Linked DNA regions of Mus musculus: regions 2 and 3 are each linked to region 1. Evidence: chromatin contacts called from public Hi-C and HiChIP or PLAC-seq data. All regions are on one chromosome and are shown on one strand. Each heading gives the region's core, a stretch centred on a gene start, on an enhancer-like site or on the middle of the called end of the contact. The rest is flanking DNA. Distances are from core to core; before and after follow the strand shown.

What was found. A called contact is a pair of places that touch in the nucleus more often than the background predicts. HiChIP or PLAC-seq counts read pairs in DNA pulled down with a chosen protein or histone mark.
Region 2: a contact with region 1 is called in an H3K4me3 HiChIP or PLAC-seq map of neural tube, with 6 times the contacts expected there. The contact joins the enhancer-like site here to the promoter of Plekha5 in region 1. A contact is called at or near these places in 10 of 39 promoter capture datasets (the 3T3-L1 cell line, 3T3-L1-derived adipocytes, the C10 cell line and 6 more), 9 of 484 Hi-C or Micro-C datasets (cerebral cortex, cortical neurons, cranial neural crest and 6 more) and 16 of 115 datasets of contacts at active chromatin or transcription factors (SST interneurons, astrocytes, craniofacial prominence and 12 more).
Region 3: a Hi-C map of uterus shows a contact between it and region 1, with 2.8 times the contacts expected there. The contact joins the enhancer-like site here to the promoter of Plekha5 in region 1. A contact is called at or near these places in 9 of 39 promoter capture datasets (the 3T3-L1 cell line, 3T3-L1-derived adipocytes, cranial neural crest and 5 more), 2 of 484 Hi-C or Micro-C datasets (palatal mesenchyme and uterus) and 7 of 115 datasets of contacts at active chromatin or transcription factors (astrocytes, craniofacial prominence, embryonic basal ganglia and 4 more).

The regions. Positions count from the first base shown.
Region 1 is chr6:140,422,239-140,426,581 of GRCm38.p6, reverse strand. It overlaps Plekha5 (pleckstrin homology domain containing, family A member 5), which reads right to left and starts at 2,483. Exons shown (of 31, transcript NM_144920.3): 1 at 2,326-2,483; 2 at 2,126-2,205; 3 at 27-84. The coding sequence starts at 2,417.
Region 2 is chr6:139,585,228-139,589,570 of GRCm38.p6, reverse strand. No RefSeq gene overlaps it. Among named protein-coding and RNA genes, the nearest start is that of Pik3c2g, 27 kb to the left of the region's middle. Within about 2 kb of position 1,925, at least 33 of the 459 cell types and tissues checked have an H3K27ac peak or open chromatin away from gene starts, as enhancers often do. A contact at or near this core is called in liver, neural tube and pancreatic cancer cells, where this site is marked.
Region 3 is chr6:139,907,745-139,912,087 of GRCm38.p6, reverse strand. All of the region lies in intron 30 of Pik3c2g (phosphatidylinositol-4-phosphate 3-kinase catalytic subunit type 2 gamma), which reads right to left. Among named protein-coding and RNA genes, the nearest start is that of Plcz1, 130 kb to the left of the region's middle. Within about 2 kb of position 2,622, at least 19 of the 459 cell types and tissues checked have an H3K27ac peak or open chromatin away from gene starts, as enhancers often do. A contact at or near this core is called in craniofacial prominence, second pharyngeal arch cranial neural crest and uterus, where this site is marked.

The sequences.
Region 1 (4,343 bases), core at 1,234-3,733:
AAGGGAAGCAATCAAAATTCACTCACTTTATATAGTATCTTGCACCTTCGAACGTATATGCTTCTTCCCAGCCAGTGGGCAAATCTAAAAAACATATGTTACAATTAGTATTACTTCAGTGAGACTGCAAAATAAGCTTAAACCCATCTTATCTGTCTTCACCATGTTCATTTAAGTATGTGTCGATCCAAAGTCTTGGCTGGCAAGATCATTAGTCAATCAATATAACATTATTTGGAATTTGGAAGATGACAATTCAAATTTAAAGCCACCAGGAAAGTTCCAGCAATATTTGAGATGACCTAACATAATTATTCCCTTTAACAGTGGTCAGGGTGGGAAAGGATCAGCTGTGATATCCCAAAGGCAAAGTCTTCGAGCCCTGGTAAAACACCCATCACTGACTGCACAAACCCCAAATGGGCAGCATTTTGCCTTTTTAGGTATATCTTGTTTATTCAAAACCCTATTTTTCAATTCGAATCCATTTAGGTTTCTTCTACCATGAAAGGAACGCAAGCCTTCAATTAGTGGAAAACTGACTGAATCCTTACACACGAGTTTCAACACACTTGACCTGAAGAGAGGTGGGGTTTCAAGTGAGCGACTGCATCTTTATGTGCCACTTATGTGCCACAGGCCACTTATGTGCCACTTATGATGACAAGAGCTTTGGATTTAATCACAGCATCTCCAGAATGAAAAGGCACACATGTGTGCACAGAACGGGAGCCCAAGCAAAGTAAATCAAACAAGAATAAATAAATAGATAAATGCGAAATCACATCATAGAATAAAATATTTCCGGCATGTGACTGCTATTTTTTAATCTGTGAGGGTAATTCGAAGACATTCGTGTCATACGTAATCAAAATAGGCCTGAGATAATGCCATAAAACATTTGGGCTAAATTCTTTTAACCCTATATTGTCTTCCATGAAATAAACGTGCCCATATCCACAAGGGTAACGAGGCTATCAAAGTTGCAAATGCGTACAGTAAACAGGCTGAAGCTAAAGAGTGCAGAGAGTTAGGAAACATGACGGTTTATTAGTCAGAAATGCCCTAAAAATGTAACCTCATCATGCCTGCTACAGCAGCCTTCCCTTTCCTCCTCCACACTTGTGCAAATTTGGACACATTATTAGTCACTTCACTGAACTCCAGCGTTTAGCAGAAAAGGCAGGTTTGTTCACCCTTCTGGCAACTTTAATAGGAGATCCTCAGAACCTCGGAGCTGGCGAGAAAAGTACCCAGAGGGAGAGACAGAACTGGGCCTCACCTTCGACCCAACTGTTCTCAAGCCTTTGCAGTCACCCGGAATAGAGGCGGGCCAGTATGAGAACTCACGTTACGTTTCAGGCAAACAAGTTGGGTGAATGTAAACAAAGAATGACAAAAGAAAGCCAGACCAGCACTGAAACCACCACAAGCCCTCCTCCAGCTCAACTCATGCTAAACATTCAAGAAAGCTATCAAAGCAACCCGAGATGCATTTCCTCGTGGAACTGGGGCCCGAAGGCCCCCCACGCGGGACCGCCCTGGCTCGCCCACCGCCTGCTGGTGGTACGTGGAGCTTGGCTGCGGCTACCGGGGACTTTTGAGCCGGGATCACTGGCTGCGGCGCCCGCTCCAGCGTCCTAACTCCAGCGGCTACTCGGGTAGCAGGAGGGGACTCACCGGTGTTTGGATCACATGGTGGGGGGGCACCGCAGCACCCCTAACTCTTCCATCAGTCACCTACCCACAGTCCCACTTAGGAGAAGTAGGAGGTGGTGGAGGAGGAAGCTGCTTGGCAGAAAGCAGTTCTCTGGGGAGCAGGGCGAGGATGCGGGACCGTCTCACCGCAGGGGTGCTGGGATGCGGGGAGCAAAGGGGAGCGGGTGAGGACTTCCTAAAGGGTGCTGGAGGCGGAGACGGGGGCGATCCGGGGTAGAGGGGCGTCGCCCATCCTCGGGGGGCGTCCGGGAAAGGATGGGGACCAGGGCGCCAGGAAGAGGGCGCCGTCTCCAAGCGCTGATGAAAAGGCGGAGAAGAATAGGCGCCCCGGGACTCAGTCGCGCGGAGCCCGGAGCCCCTCCAACCCCGCCAGGTGGCCCGGAGCCGCAGCCCCGGCCGGCCCTACCTGTGCTCTGCCGCCGGTGCCCGGTGACCACGGCCTCGCCGGTGACCGGGTGTAGCCAGGTGGTGCTCTTGGCCTCCTCGCTGCAGGGAAGAGAAGGGACAGGCGCTGAGCGGCGCGAGGGGCGACCCACGGGGGCCCCCGGCCCGCTCGCTCCCACCGCTCCCCCCAGCCGCCCGGCGGCGCCTCCCCCGCCCGCTCACTTGATGAAGAAGACGCGGCCGCCCCTAGTGATCCCGTACGTCCAGGAGCGCGGCAGCGAGCAGATCCACTCCAGGTTCAGGTCGGCCGCCATGTCTGCTCCCCGGCCGCCGCCGCCGCCGCCTTGTGCTGCCGCCGCCGCTGAGGAAGGAGGGCGCGAGCGAGCGAGCGAGCGAGCGAGCGAAAGGAGCGCAGGGCGCGCGGCCCGGCCCGAGCGCGCCCCCGCGGCCGCCCTACCCCCTCGGGCGGCGCCCTCCCCGCCGCCCCGGCTGAGTCCGGCCTGCGTCGCCGCCCCTCGGCATCCTCCGCGGCCGGCCGCCGGCCCGCGCTGCGCTCGCTCGCTCGCTCGCTCGGAGGCTGGGCGAAGCGGCGCCGCGCCCCCGCCAAAGCCCTCCCCCGTGCCCCGCCCGCGCCGCGCGAAGGTTCCGGGGTCGGGTCCCGCCGGCGCCCGCCCGGAGGGCTGGGCTCCGAACCTGTGAGGTTTTGAATCAGCTACTGCCTGCCTAGCCCGGGGCTTCTCTGGGAGACGCCGGGCGTTGAAATGGAAAACTGCTTTTGGGAAAGGCTTTTCTGGTGTGTGGCGTGCCAAATAAAGGAGGGTCCGCGAGTGAGCTCGGACCACTGAAATGGGACTGATTCAGACTTAAGGTCTTTTTGTTACTGGTGGTTTTTTTTTTTTCCTTTCTAAGCTTCTGAGCCATATAATAGTTTAGAAAATAAAAACTTGCCTTTTCCTTTCTTAAAAAAGATGCACTTGATTATCAACGTGAATTTCTAGGCTCCCAATCTCTCTCATTTATTACAAGGGCAACTTAACTTTACGGAGTCCTTGGGGTGGTGGACATTTAAATCCCTTCGAACTATGATTGTCTCCGTTTCACTGAGAGGGGCAAAGAAACGTAAAGGAACAAAGGTGATTGTGCCCAGGGTTATGGTGAAAAATGGCAAAGTCTGAATTCAAATCGCCTATAGATTTCCAAGAGTCTACTCGAATGAATACGTTGCTGTATAGTATTTTTAATGCCTTGGCACCCCCGGCCCCCTTGTCCTTTGAACAAAGGAAGGGTTCACTGCTAGTAAGACCTCCCTTGCACCAGTAAAGAGCGCTATGCTTGCTCCTTACTGCCCCTGGTCCTTCATCATCACTCTTGGAATTGTCTCCATGGCTTTGCAGCAAATGACTCATCCCAGAGGAAACACAGTTCAATAATAACAGTACAACTTGGCATTCTCGAAGCACCTTTTTTTTTTTTTTCCCTGACCAGTTTGGATGCTTCTGAGGCATTCTCTCATTCATCTTCCCAAGTAACTGAAATAAGTAAATGATGCTTTTCAACCTTTAAGGAAACCAAGGCACAGGGAGGGTGAATGCCCTTGGCCAAAGCTCCTGATGAGCGTGCATTTTCATTGGCTTTTCCTCCTATCTCCTGATTCCCCAAGGCCATACGTCTCTGGTGAAACGGAGACTGCAATTACTGCTATAATTTTCCTGTCCATCTGCATATACAGGAGGAAAAAAAAATACCATCGCTGTAATGTTTTCTCTTTTGGGTTCGTTTGTATTCTGCTCCCTCATTTCAGTCCTTATTACTTTTTGACATCTTATCTCCTACCCAGTCTCTGGAAAATATGACTTTTTTTTTTTTTTAATCAATGAATAGCTGGCAGGAAATGTCCCACATTAGCATCAGTGGTCACTGGCACAGCACAGCAAGTATAAGAAGAGCTGTTGACTCTCTGTTATCATTACAAACTTAAAAGTCTCCCAAATGCCACAATAGCTTATGAATCTAGTGCTTGGTAGTCCTGCTGAGGGATTTGGATGTTTGCATACCACCGAGAAGTCTATACGTTGACTGTGTGCTGTGCTCGGCTTCTATTTAGCTCTGGATCTTTGGATACTACAAGATGTGTTCACAGAAAGCACATCTCAAAAGTCAATATAGATTAACTTATGTATCTTTCAAAATCGCAACCAAAGGCTATGGATGTAGTTCAACTGTAGAGTGCACATTCTATG
Region 2 (4,343 bases), core at 676-3,175, 840 kb after region 1:
CAAATTTCATCTAAGGTGGTTGTAAATGACCTTGTATCTTTTTCTCTTTCTCCGCGAAGCAAACTTTCTTTTAACTGTTGGAGAGCGCCACCTTGTGGACTTGAAAAGCTTCTCCAGTTGCTGCTTCCCATTTGTGGGTGGAAGGATTAGCGCTGAGGGCGGCAAGCTTGCCTCCTGAAGTCAGGCTAAGTGCCATTCAGGACAAGCTGACCTCTAGCACTCCCAACAGTTACTAGGTTTTCACTAATTACAAGTTATTCGTTTGGTTTGCCTGGGACAGGAAACAGTTGGCCTTTCCTGATTCTCATTACCAGAATCAAACGAAGCATGCAGTTCCTTAAGAATTCCGATTTGATTCAACTGTGTGTCCATTTTATGTATTCAAGAAAATACCACGAGCTCTGCTATTAAAAAAAAAAAAAAGCATTTGGAAAGGAACCAATGATAATTTCTGTGTTGGAAAGTTACTGGAGTCGAGTAAATATAGTCTTCAAAATGAGTGTTCTATTTGTGTTGGGATTTGAGAAAAAAAAATTTGAAAAAAAATCAAAATGTAAGCGAAGTACTTTGAATTAAGGACATCAGAAGGACTCAGAAGTCACGTCAGAACCAAGTCCTCTCTGAACTTACTGGGTTCTGTTTGACATACCTCTCATTTCCCTCCATCATATTAATAATGATCTATCAGACTCTCATATTGTTATCTGGGAAATATTGGGGATAGATTATGTACTATATAAACTTTGCTGATTCTTGTTATTTTGCGTGACAGTATGCAAAATGAGCATGTGAGAATCACTGAGTCTCATGGAAGTCGGCCCCTGAGAAGACACAGACCTGTCTGTCAGAGAGCTCACCCCGCACAGATTCACGTTAGCTGACCTCTTGCCTTCCGGGCCTACAGTGGCGTAGTTTGCTCTTTACCCTGGTCCATCCGTTTAGTCATGGCTCATTGCTAACCTGCCCTAAGGGCAGTCATACCACTGCCTCGCTCTGGAAACGCCCACGTGTCTGTCGTTAGGATTTGCTGTGCTTCGCTTTCAATTCGCTTCGTTCTGACTGGTTTATGTAAGCTGCAACCAAAGCGATATTCTCATGGACTCAATCTTCCAGAGGCCTCAACTTGATAACTTTAACTGTAACATATACATACAAGACATATTTATGCTTGAAATTTATTTTTCCATTAATCTGGAAACAGCTTTTTCACTTCTTACAACTAAATATCTTAGCAAATTTATTCCAAAGAATTTTGAAACTTTGAGAGAATTTTTTTGTTCTTTCTTTCTATTTCTTTCTCTGTCTTTTAATACACACACACACACACACACACACACACACACACACACACACACTCACACTCGAGAGCCTCTCCTGTTTCTTCTTATGAATTTTAACTTCTTTAGTTGCCTGTCAGAATTCTGTACTTTCTCTTGGTATATAGTTTAAACACGGACTTTAATAAGTTGTTCTTTCTATGTGCAAATATCTAGTGGTTTTGAAGCCCAGACCTTTGCAAACTTACAGCAGTCTTGTTTATATCGACACTAAATCATGTTGTCTACTGTAATACCTAGAATGTTCTTAAAACTTGCTTTATGAGTATCTTTAAATATTTTCCACAGTGCGTAGAATTTCGCTTTCCATCCCACAAGTGTAACTCACATTAGTAAAATGAAACTTTGTATCCGTCACGGAGAAAGGTCTCAGATTTGAAATTCTGTTTGGCAGTGAGGGGAAATAGCCAATAGGATTATGCGGTTCACATGGAAGCCATTTTCACAGACTAACAGACACAAAGTGATAATTGACAGCATAGGGATAATGACGCGCTTTTCTTGCTGTTGGCATCTTGAGAGCGCGGCAGTCATGACTGGGCTTCAGTCCTGCGTGCGCAGAGTCAGCGCCTGCAGCTGTCATCAGTAGCTTGAATTCGTTTACAGCATCCTATCCTTTCTTTACACTCGAGTTGCTCTTTGGAACAGGTGAAAGTAAGGCTCTATCGTGACATATAATTTGACCTTTCTGAGTCTTTAAAATTTATTTTTACCATGAACCTCAAAAATGAAATTATGGCAGTAATAATTCTTGCTATCTTCTGCCCTTTCGTGCGGTGTTCCTGAAGACAGTGTTAGAAATTAGCCCATACCCAGAGAAGCGAGAGAGAAAGAAAGGGAATTTTTGTTTAGACATTCCTAATTGCATATAAGAATTCACACTTTTAAATGGATCAGGAATTTCTACAACTGTCTTTAGCAAACATCGCATTGATAATCCCACTACAATGTCTCACAGTAGACCGTACCTTCATGTGTTTCGCTCCGTCTTTTCCTCCTCCGCCATCAGGAATGCCAAGAGGAAGCGGCCGGTAGCTCGGGCTGTGGGTAATAATTTACTAATCACCAAAGGGGGCTGTTCGCTGTTGGCTTATCTTATCAGCTGCTACGCAAATAAAACTGCACGTTCCCCCGGATTTGTTTGAGCACCATAAGTGACTGGTACGACTACTCTCTCACATTTTCCTGTTACGTTTCCGTCATCACCTGTTTTTGCAGCAGCTTAGCAGGGCAGGCAATGAGTGGTAGCAATAACCTGGGTGTTTAAACCTTGCTGTTTCACCAACTTCCTAGAAGAGGTATGGAAAGTTCCAACAGAACAGCGGCTTGCCAGGCCTCTTAGATGCTATTAGCCTGTGAGACGCTTACAGAGACGGTGCTGGCAGCGCGGGTCTAGTCTCTGACTTCTCTTTACTTCTACTGACTTAATTCCTCTCTTCAGGTTTAGAGTTCTATTCAGCTCTGCTGGAAACTTTCTGGTAACAATTTTTAAAAATAATCTTGAAGTTTAACATCATTGAAGAGAGTGTCCATGGCTTGAGATATAGCATATGTGAAATTAAATTATATTAAATTAAAATAGAAAAACATGTAAAACATGTATTTGTCAATTCAACTTAAAAACCAGTATCCAATACCACATAGTGAAATAACTAGACATTTTGTAAAAATGTGCTATGTGTCATAAACAAACAAAGGAACATATTGGCATTCATTTTAAAGCTTTATGAAAATTATGAATAATTGAATTCCAATGACTGGTTTTGATTTTTTATCAGAATGTAATATACTTTCATACTCAGCCTCTCTGTGTTATCTGTTTAGAAAGGGACGACTGTTTTACTATCGATTTTGGTCCTGTGGATATTGCTACTTAATATTATATAAAAAGTTCTCGAATAGCAATTTCTTAAATATTAGTTACAACATAGAAGCAGTAATCCAACTAATAAATAGCTCATGTAGGATTACATTAAACATCACTAATTATTTTCCAACATTATTTCCTTCTATGACTTGGAAATATGGAACTTTGTTTACTCGGAAGAGTCAGATTTACTGGGCCACATCGTGTTACAAATATTACTATACTTCATTTCACAAGCCAAACTAGCCATATTTGTGAAGTTCATCAGTGACCTGAATCTTGAAGCTCTCAGGTCATATGAAGTTCAGAGTGACAGACACAGTGTTTACAAAATTTAACCTTTCACTCCAAAGGTGGATTTTGGCTGGAGGCGGGAGTTTTCTCAGTTCCTTTTCCTGAAACTACAATCTGACTCTTTCAGTTCTGAGGACCCCAAGGACCCAACACTAAAACGTCTGTCTAGCCAGTTTCTGAGTGACAATGGTGACACATGGCATCTTTGAGGCTAAAGAGATGGCTTGGCAGTTAAAAGCACTTGCTGAGTAGGGAGAGGACTCAGCCTTCCACATACAGCTCACAACAGCCTTTACCCCAGGGGGATCTGATGTCCTTTCTGGACACAGTATGTACTTGCATGTGAGGTTCATATACTTTTACACAGTCACACACATACATACATCAAGTAAATAATACATATACATTTTAAGGGAAGAAATAGTGTTCATTTCACTCTAAAGAGGGTTGATTTAGCTCTCTGTTAAAACTATTCTGTGTTTGCTTTTCCTGGAGACGCAGTGATCATTTCATAAGAACTTGGCCTTTAAATGCATGTGTCAGAGGATACCACAGACCTTCAGAGCTAGCATTCTCTGGCTGGAGTGCTGAGAGTAAGAACTGCTGTATGTAATTCACATGGTTCTTGGAATGATATATAGGGATTCATGCATTGCTAGGAGCCATCTAGGAAAGGCTATGGCTAGCTGGTAACCTTCCTGTACGTAGCCCACCATCTTTGTATGCTTTTTGATGGGTGAGCTTTGAGAAACAAGGCCCCAAGAGACTTCATCTCAGGATTGCTTCTCGCAGCTGATATGCTTTTCCTGTCATCTTTACATACCTTAAGGGTTACTACGTATTTG
Region 3 (4,343 bases), core at 1,373-3,872, 510 kb after region 1:
TCTATCTATCTATCATCTATCTATCTATCTATCTATCTATCTATCTATCTATCTATCTATCTATTATAAGGTGAGGCTATTATACACACACACATATAGGCTATAATATATACATATATTATAGCCCCACCTTCATTATGAATTTTCTTAAAAGCAACAAAATATCAGAAATATCTTGACTGCAGGAACATTTCAATCTTCAAAATCCATTCCATGTCTTATGTCTGCCATTGATCACTTTGGGTTTCATGGTCTATTTTTGTGCTAATTCTTTTGTATGTTCTTTATGAATCCTGTGACCTTCTCTCCATTTTTTATTCATTTGACAAAACACCAAGTTGTAGTTATATATGTATATGTATGTTGCTATATATATGTATATATAATATAATATGATATAATGTAATATAATATATATTGCCTACTCTGCGAGTGTAATTGCCTAATGTTGCTGGAAACACATACAAATGACTATACTCAATGGTGACCCACACTTGAGTGTGTCTTGAATGTTTTATGGAAAATCATTATCATTATTTCAGTTACTGTTTGACAACAGGACAGTTTCATTCTTTGTGGTCTTTGCTCCTCAAATTCCATTATTTCTTCTTCCCCAACCTCTTTATGGGTTCCCTGATTTTTGGAATATAACCCATTTCCCAACACAATCTGTCAGAGTAGTCACAACTGCCCTTTCTTCTGTTACACAGACAGACTAATTCTAAATTGAGGACAACTGGAACACCAGACCCCCTGTTCTTCTCCTCAGGTTATTGCTCTGTGCTCTTGCTTTCTCTTTCTTTCACTTCTTAAGTGAATGCCTTTTAAAAGTAGAAGGCACATGTCCTATAAACATATTCAATAAAGAAAATTATTGACTAACATTTCCCTGTATTCTATCATTACCTATGTTTAGAGAAAGTCTGCTGCAAAGTTGTTTTCTACTTTCCATCTCAAATCTCTCTTTTTATTTTTCTTGAACCTCTTCCAGGTGGGTTTTTGTTTGTAAAAGTCCTAACAAGCATTAATGAGTGTGCTTTCTCCTGCATCAGATTTTTGACTGTTGAGCTCATTGATGTGAGCCACCAAACCCATTGCTAGTTCCTGGTTGTTGACTCTCTGGATTTGAGCAGATAGCCATTCTCTCATTTGCATCCTTCTCCCTTGTTGGATTCCTGGCGCTCTGTTCTCTGGGGCTCAGCTAATTGGTCTCTCTCAGCTGTCTTTGCTGAGTTGACCTTATCTCCCCAAACTTTAAAACTGGTGGGCTGCCTGGACTGCTTTTCCAACTATGTCTCTTTTAAATTCCATTTCTCAGTGTACTTAGGATTATTTAATTTCTTCCAGTGAATAGTTTTGATAATGAGTTATTTGGAGACAATTCCAATATGTATATTTTTAGCCAAACATTCTTCCTTAATGTATCTAAACCTCTGCTTAGTATTTTTTGGAAGTCTCATAGACAACTCAAAAGTAGTTTAGGTTAGGTTCAGACTTTGGCCTCCCACTCATGCCCAGTGACACGTCTGATATTCTCTTTCCTAACATACTCAGCCAATTTGAACTCTTGTGACAAGAAAGATATCTTGGTGTCTGGCTCACATCCTGCTTTGACAGCCAGCTTTTGAACACTAATGTATGGACATTCAAACATGTAGGACATTCATCTTATGTATCTAGTGAAGAAATGAAAAATGGCTGTGATTTGTCTTGGGCTATCTAAAGTTACCAGTTGTCGAGCTAAATGTCATTGGGTGATATGAAATGCTTATATGTGTTTTATGTATATATGTGTATATACAGAACATATATACATAAACACACATATATATGTATATACATATATGTACACACACACAATTCTAATATAACTAATGGGAAATTTTAATTCCCATTATGCTCTTAAATGAAAAATGAGGACAATGAAAAACAAACATAAAATCCAATGGGTCAATATTAAATTAAAATCTCTATCAGAGCATGTTTTGTTAAACTCAGAAACCTCATTCATAATACCTTTACCAATTACATTAACTGGTATGTAATTTAAAATGTTTGACTTTTTTTTTGAGAGCTGATCAATTCAGAATAAGTGTTTTTCCTATACCATATTATCAAACGCTGAACGGAGTTAAAATACATGCACAGGCCAGAATGAATGGACTATAAAAGCGAGATCCATTTTTCTCTTTCTTTACTAAAGCAAATTAAGTGTTCCCATTTATTAGCTAGCCAGCCAACTTCTAGCATTGGCTGCAAGATTTAGTGGCTTAAAACAATAAGCTAAATCTATTTCTCTCAAATGCCATAGAGTGCTGTAAAATATACAAACTAAAAAAAAAAAATCCCAGAAGACTCCTAAATCAAAACTGAGCAGTAATTGTATTTTATTGCATTCTTTATAAAGTAACATGTCAGCATGTCCAGTTTCTCGCCTAGCTCAGCCCACAGTGCTCATGTTCGAGTTACATGGAAAAACGCTAACACCATGAAGAACTCTGAATGTCTGAAGAATCTTCTGTAATTTGGCTCTCGGATGTCATCAGCGCTTCACCAGACTGTGAAGAATCGTCTTGGTTTTACTGATGGTGCACACATGACATTTATCCTGCCTGCAATGTAAGCTCAGCTAGCGCCAAACGAGAAGAGAGCAGTGCGATGACAAACATGCCATTAACATCTGGGTTTAGCAATGGGGAGCAGGAAACATATGCTCGCTATTAAGACAGGATTTATCCACTTGGCTTTATTTTGACATTGGGTTTCTGTTTTTTTTTTTTTTTTTTTTTAAAGAAAAACAAAACATTGCCTAAACCTTAAGTGATATCATCCCCTGTTTGCAGGGACATCCAGAAATGAGCAACAGCCCTGAGGATTGGGAATGGTCCCAGTGTACACGGCTGGCTGTGAGATGCTGCACGCATGGTCTGTTTGTGAAATCTCAGCTGAACTCTGATGGGGACATGCATTGGTGAGGTTTTCCAGTCACTTGCTGTAATTTTTTTTTTTTTTAAACACAAGGTTCATATTACTCTTTTCTAAAGATTTTGGCTTCATTCACAACACAATTCCATCAAAACAGAACAAAATTTAAAGAAGCAAAAAGAATTCTTGTTAGCACCATTGCAGTACTTGTTTGAAACTATAACCACTGAAAGGAATCTCAGGCTGGGGATGTGAGCAAGGGTGAGGCAAGAGAAGGCAGGCAGGGGATTTACCAGGATGCCTAAACACAACCCCAATCCGTTTAGAAGCGATGGGTAGTGTGTGGTAGTGCTTTCCATTTAATGCCTGCTTCATTTATCAACAAAGTATTTCTCCAAGAGATAGATGACTGACAGACAGACAGATAGACAGATATGTAAGTAGGTAGATAGAGCTTAGATATCTTTAGGTATCTGTCCCATTATGTAGATTGTTTCAATACGCCCCCCGGCACCGCCCCCCTGCAAAGAGCAGGTGCTCTTCTGACATAATTGATTCTTGACCTCAAAGTGTCCTCCAATCCAAAGCAGCACAGCTTATAGGCAAGGATACATAATAATAGGTGATTTTGTGATTATATTCAAACTGCGGTTTCTTTCTTCTCTCCCAAAGCCTTTTCATTTTAGATCATGTATTATTTATGCTCACATCTATATAATCACTATATTATAAGCATATTTAGCATATCTCAGAATATTTTCACTTATCCAGATTAATCCAGAAACAAACTAAAGCTCTGACTCTAGAATGTTACAAACAGTAGGTGATCAAAAACATTTCTTTTTAAACATTTCTTCTAGGGCTGACAGTTTCTTTAGGAGTATAGCCACTGCTGAGTTAGATGCCCACTTCTGATAAACAATCTATCACCCTGTTCACATAAGAACCACTAATTAAAATTAGTGGCCAAAACGTAGGAGAAGGACTTACAGGGCATGAGAAAGATTTTAGTTGAAGAGAGTTGGATAAGAGGGTAATGGGTCAGGAAAAGATCAAAATGTATTATATCTGTGTATGCAATTGGCAAGTAAAAAAATTCTACATAGTTATGCATAGTGATACAATGTATTTTGAAGGAGCTGCAAATTTAGCATATAACTAAAACTGAGCACATATTTTAGCATGCATGCATAAAGGGATTATCTTTAATTTTCCTGTGCTGTCACATGACAAGCAACTGTATAAAACAGTGTTTCTGGAAAGCTTCTGCTAGGATCAAAGATAAATACTGTTGTGTCCAGGAGTCCTGAGAACAAACAGTCCCTTCATGTCTCTTCTTTTATTACAGAGGAAAAAGACTCATGATCCCAGAAATTTCCTCTAACCTGCTTATGTCACTTAATATAATAAAAAATAAG